2 separate regions of the Ovis aries genome follow, and region 2 is linked to region 1. Evidence: chromatin contacts called from public Hi-C data. All regions are on one chromosome and are shown on one strand. Each heading gives the region's core, a stretch centred on a gene start, on an enhancer-like site or on the middle of the called end of the contact. The rest is flanking DNA. Distances are from core to core; before and after follow the strand shown. Region 1 holds the start of C2CD3 (C2 domain containing 3 centriole elongation regulator). Region 2 overlaps P4HA3 (prolyl 4-hydroxylase subunit alpha 3).

Evidence for each region. A called contact is a pair of places that touch in the nucleus more often than the background predicts.
Region 2: a contact with region 1 is called in a Hi-C map of liver, with 2.5 times the contacts expected there. The contact joins the enhancer-like site here to the promoter of C2CD3 in region 1. A contact is called at or near these places in 2 of 16 Hi-C or Micro-C datasets (liver and skin fibroblasts).

The regions. Positions count from the first base shown.
Region 1 is chr15:52,286,080-52,289,062 of ARS-UI_Ramb_v3.0, reverse strand. It overlaps C2CD3 (C2 domain containing 3 centriole elongation regulator), which reads left to right and starts at 1,515. Exons shown (of 31, transcript XM_060400014.1): 1 at 1,515-1,650. The coding sequence starts at 1,596. It overlaps PPME1 (protein phosphatase methylesterase 1), which reads right to left and starts at 1,098. Exons shown (of 14, transcript XM_012096032.5): 1 at 893-1,098. The coding sequence starts at 993.
Region 2 is chr15:52,395,143-52,397,971 of ARS-UI_Ramb_v3.0, reverse strand. All of the region lies in intron 4 of P4HA3 (prolyl 4-hydroxylase subunit alpha 3), which reads left to right. Among named protein-coding and RNA genes, the nearest start is that of P4HA3, 16 kb to the left of the region's middle. Within about 2 kb of position 1,336, at least 3 of the 54 cell types and tissues checked have an H3K27ac peak or open chromatin away from gene starts, as enhancers often do. A contact at or near this core is called in liver, where this site is marked.

The DNA of each region.
Region 1 (2,983 bases), core at 266-2,765:
TCTTCGTCTTTAACCTTTCCCAGACCTTCTGTCTGCAGTAAGCCATTAGTTAAACCCGTTTTCTACTCATTTCTCAATCTCTGGAGCCCACACTCACTCTCTAAATCCCTGCATGCTCTCTCTCATCACTCCTCCCCTTATTCCCTACCCTCACTTCTCAGCACATTCCTATCACCCCTACCCCTAACAGTCTTCCTGGCTATCCTATCACCCCTACCCCTAACAGTCTTCCTGGCTATGTTCTCCATCTTTCCTTAGGCCTATTACCCACACTTTCTCAGCATCCCTTAAGAGACCTAATCTCTAAGTCACTTGCTCACTCCCTGAATATGCCTCTTCACCTTTAGAAACTCTCTCCAGAACCTTCTGCTCCCTAGTTCTCTTTCCTTCTCCAACCCTACCTCAGGTGTCCCGTTTCCCCCAGCTTCTTTCTCACAGTTTCTCACAGAAACTAGATAAAGATTTACTCCTCCCAAATCTTTCCCTAGTTCTCCTCCTAATTTCCCTCAACTTTTCACTCAGTCATTTCTCATTTCCCTCAACCGTCCCTGGAAGATTTCCCTCCACCTTTGTCACAACTCTTTTTCCTTTTCTCAAGCCTCCACCCGTTCTTCTGAGGTGCCTCCTTCATCTCTTAAACTATCTTCTCAGCTTCCTCAATCTCTGCCTCATTCCCTTCTCCCTCCAATACTATTTGTCCTCTAATTTCCAGTGACTTGGCGCCTCCCCTAGTCCCCAGATCTGCCTTCTACTTCATGTAAAGGTCTCCAGGCCGCCGCCAACATTCTCTCAATCCTTAGCCTCCCTTGCCATGCCACTCTAAACGCCGAGAGCCACCATTCTCCAACGGTCGGGGCCTGGCCTCTAGGGAGAAGGGGTACGGGTCACGTACCCCATTCGCATCTTGGCTCCGCTCTGACTGCCCCCGCTGCCGGGTAGCGGAGGGCGAGAGGGCAGGCGCCCAAGATGCATACTCTTCTCGAGGGCCGACATGAAGGGGAGGCCGCAGGTAGTCGAACAGTAGCCGAAGCTTCGTCCCAAGCTAAGCGCGGCCCAACCGGTCACAGCTCACTCCCCTAGCGACGCCCTGTAGCCTTTAGACAGCACCCAGCTACCGGCAGCACCGCCCACCGGCTCTGTAAACTCCACCCCCTCGCCCCAGCACTTCCACCGGAAGTGCGCAGCAACACTCCACAAAGGGTGCTGGGTAACGGAGTCTCTGACCCTTCAGACCCCTACCGGAGAACTCCACGACCTTCGCCGGAAAGAGAAGCGCTCCTATGTACCCTGGGCAATGGAGTCCGCAAAGAGCGCGTTCTGCGCTTGCGCAGTTGGAGGCGACCGCGTTCAACCCTGCAGAGGTAGCGTAGCAAAGCATCCTGGGTGTTGTAGTCTACTGGTAGGAAAGCGTCTTGGCGCCTTCTTTTCCCGTCGCTTCCCAGAGACTGTTAAAGAAAGAACCACTTCTTCCTGCCTCCCAGGCTGCCCAGCGGCGCCGGTTGCTGGGGAACGCCAGCGCCCTGGGAAGGGATGGCGGGAGGCTACAGCTTAGGTGCTGGAGCCGTAGTTGAGTTGGTGAAGAGCTCGGGGTCGTCATGAAGCAACGGAAAGCTCAGGGGCCTGGGGGCGGCCGTAGCCGCAAGAAGAGAGGTAATCTGGACGACCAAAGGTGGAAGAAAGCTTAGTTGGGCGATTGGGCGGAGTTCGGGGAGCGGGGCGCTAGGCATTCTAGGAAGACCTCCCACAGCCGCCTGTTAAAAAAGGGGGGAAGAGGATTGCGGAGGGAAAATAAACCCAGGGCATCGGAAGGTTAAAAGAGTGCATTTGACCCCCCCTAGAATGGAAACGGTATAGGGTCTTGACTAGGGGACAAAGTGGGTGAATAAATGGAATGAGGGGAGGGCTAAAAGGAAATGCTTCCAAAGGAAGAGAACAAAAAAATTGTAGGTTTTGTTTTGGCTTTTACTTTTTAAAAATTGAGGTATAAGTAACATATAACATTATGTTAGTTTTAGGTGTACGTTTGGAGTGGATATTTGTATATATTTCGAAATGATTGTCAGTTGTCTCGTTAGCATCCTTCACCATACATAGTTACAATTTTTTTTTCTTTTGCAGAGAACGTTTAAGATCTACTATTTAGCAGCCTTCAAACACACAGTACACTACCATTACCGTCACCAAGTGTACCTTAAATCCCCGTGACTTAGGAATGTTTTTGATAAGCGTGTGAGGGCAGGAAAAGGGGATGTAGAGCTTTGCGGGTCCGTATGGGACTGGAAGGAAAACAAGTTGGAGAGTGTGTCGGTAATCCTAATAGGCAAGAATCACGTTTTAGGCCGTAGCGAATCCCCCCAAACTAGCACACAACAGAACTCGATAAATGTTAGTTGAATGACTGAGGTGTGAGGCAATCATGAATCATGAAGGGCTACAGATGGGAGTAGAGAAAAGCCAGTTACAGAGGAGAGAGAAAGAAAGACTGGGGATTGACAGTGTGATAGGAGGTGAGGGTATGAAGATCTCTGAAGGATTTGAGATGGTGAAAGTGTTTAACAGGACTTTATCAAGTTAGTCCACTTAAGGAGACCAGGGGAATGTTAGCTTCAGCAAGAACAGTCACCCTAGGAACCCAGGGCAGATCAGGAAACAAAATTAAATCTCTGCAGAGCTGCCTCAAAACAAAAACTGGGTGACTCTGCCTTTTTACATTATAGGCAAAGAGGTATTTGGAATAGTGATATTGCCTTAGGCCACTGGGTTGAGGACTAAAGCTGCAGTCTAGAAATGAATCTTATCTGCTGTTTAAAGATAACTAAGGCAGTTTTGAGGCAATGTGTTTCCTTCCAGGAATGATGCAAGAGATGAAACAGAAGTGTGAAAGTGTTCAGTGCTATGCTACCTACATCAAACCAAAGTAGATTTGGTTGATAGGAGGGAAATCAAAATTGAAATAACATACTAATGTCCTTCTCACTATACC
Region 2 (2,829 bases), core at 87-2,586, 110 kb before region 1:
GTGGTTTTGTGTTAGAATAAACTCCCTATTCTGTCCATTTGAAAGAGCTATAACAGCCATCTGCAAATTTGAAGGACTGAAGTAACCTCTCTTGGTGTCCATTTTATATACCTGTAGTGGTTCTTCGATTTGGAATCAAAAGAAGTTTGAAATACATGATTTAATTTATCTTCCACACCAATTACTAGAAGCCAAAATAGGGATTGTTGTTATTATTTCCATCTTAAAAGATGATAACTCTAAGGCTCAAGAAGTGAAGTAATTTTCCCAAGGAATCACAGCTGGTAAATACCCAAGCAGGGACTTGAATCTGTCTTCCAAATTCGAATGTATTCATTTACCAAAAATAGTATGTATTGAGTTCATAGCTCTGGAAAAGATGATAGGGCTATAGAAGCCTGGCCTCCAAATTCAATGTCTTAGAAGAAAAGACTGTCAGAGCTGGAGGAAGCTTTGGAAACCACCTAAGGAAGCGTTCTCAGCTTAAACGTGCACAAGAATCACCCCATGAGCCTGTTAAAAATGAGTCCTGGCCTTCGCCTCCCCTTCTCCTACATTTTGATTCGATGAGTCTGACAGCACTGTGTCTCCTAAGCACATCCACTTCCCCCCACTATGATTCTGGGGCAGATGTACTGTGGACCACGCTTGTAGGAACACCAGTCTGTTGGTTTAAGCCTTTCATAACACAAAGGAGAAGAGAATGAGACATGAGTATCCCAGAAATGCTCCTTGAAGGGAGACTGAGCCAGGAGCTGGTAATGAGCACCTGAAGTAATGATGTAGTGGAAAGGGTACTCAGCTGAGAACTGGAGACCCTGGGTTCAATTTCAGGCTTTACCATCTTGCTGTTGAATCACTAATCTCAATGAACTATGGTTTTCCCAACCATAAAATGCAAAGGAACAATACATATCTCATAGGCTTATTGTGAGGATAAAGGAGATGAATATTAGAAAAGACCTGGCAAAGGACTGTCACATAGAGGACCCTCAATAAACAGATTGAGTAGTAGGATTATTCTGAATGCTCTATTTGCTCTATTCATTCTTTACAAATGAGTACCCACTATTGCCAGGTACTCTGCTAAGCACAGTCCTGCCTACATAAAACTTATGCTCTGGTGGAATAGATAGACATGAATTATAGAAAAAAGAAATTACAACTGTAATAAGTGCTACCAAGGGAAAATATAGGGGGTGTTTTGAATATTATGGGGATTCGACCCTAATCTGCAAGCAAATGAAAGATTCTTGAGGAAATGAGTCAAAGGATGAGTAGGAGTTAGTCAGAAATTACACATGAATCAGGAAAGAGGTTGGCAGGAGCAGGAAATGAAAAGGCCAAAGGCCAACGTGGCTGGTGTGGAGTGAGCAGGGGAGAGTGGCATGACATGAAGCTGCTGATGATTTCTGGGAAAGCCTTTCTCTTCTCTGCCTTGATATTTATTTTGAAAGTCATGATCTTTTCCTCGATCCTTTTATTTCTTAACTTGCTGTTTTTGCACTTAAAAAAACTAAAATAATAGCAACATTTCTTTAAAGCTAACATCATTTTTTAGTTTTTAACATTCCAAAATAGAAATTGTGTAATAATACAGGTCAAAAAACAAACAAAAACACCTTGCTGAATACCAAACAGGAACAAAAATTGAACCTCACAAACTTAGCTCCCTTGGAAAAGATCAATTCTATTGTCACATAACTATTTGTCTTTGTAATATAATTTAGTTAAAATTCAGTTTGGCTTTAGTCAAACTTGGAACCCTGTTGTAATTTAGAGTGACTTAAAGTCCTCTCTGATGCAGAATTAAAATAAAATGTTATAATGTAGGAAATTCTGTTTGTTGGAAGATGTCTTGCCCACTGAATGCAGCTATAAAATCTAGACAGAACAGAGTAGGCATTTGAGGACTCTGTAGTCAGATTCGGGGGGAAATGCCAGAATTTGAAGCACCGCTGAACTGGCAATGAGTTTCCTCTTTTTGATCCTCAGTTGCCTTAAACCTGTAAGTGGACCCCAGGTTGAAGACTGGGAAAGCTACAGGGGAAGCCCTCTAGCTCTGGCTCAAGAACAGGGAAAGATGACCCTCACATTGATGTGGAGGGGCGGGGTGGGGGGGTAACATCCATTGTTTTTTATCTTCTGTTCTCCATCCTCCTGCACCCCTCCCCTCAGGCAATCCTGCAGTGATGAGCCACAGTGGAAGTGGTGTAGTGAGTGCCTATTCAAGTTATCTTATGTATTCTATTCGCGTACATTAAAACCATATAAAATAATGCAATAATTTTTTTCTTTCAACAGTCCCAGTAGGGTGGGGTAAACCCCTGTTGAGTTTTTTCCTCCCTCTATCCTCCTGTGACTTGGCCCCAGATACATGAAAAATACACAGGAGAGAAGAGGAACTGAACCTCCAAGTTTTTTGGCCAGAGGGCTCAAAAGTGGGGGTTTATAAAGACTGGAAAGTATCAGAGAAATCACAAGAGAGGGAGGAGCTCAGGAGAACAGCCCATAGTTTCTGACCTCACCCCTGAACTGTGCAAGCATCAGTCTGATTCTAAATAGCATACCACATACTTGGGTACTGAGTATGGAATAGACCACTATCCAGATCTGAAACTGATAACTGGGTGGCGTACACCCAGGACAAATCTGAATAACATGGCAGAAACTTTGAAAACTGGATGACATTTTGGAACCACAGAAGCAGGTCAGTACTTCTGAATCAAACTGGGTGAGCTACATGCTAAAACAAACAGCAAAATAAATAAATACTATTATCTATTAGATTTAAATGAAATCTAGACATTTATAACATAATATTCAAAA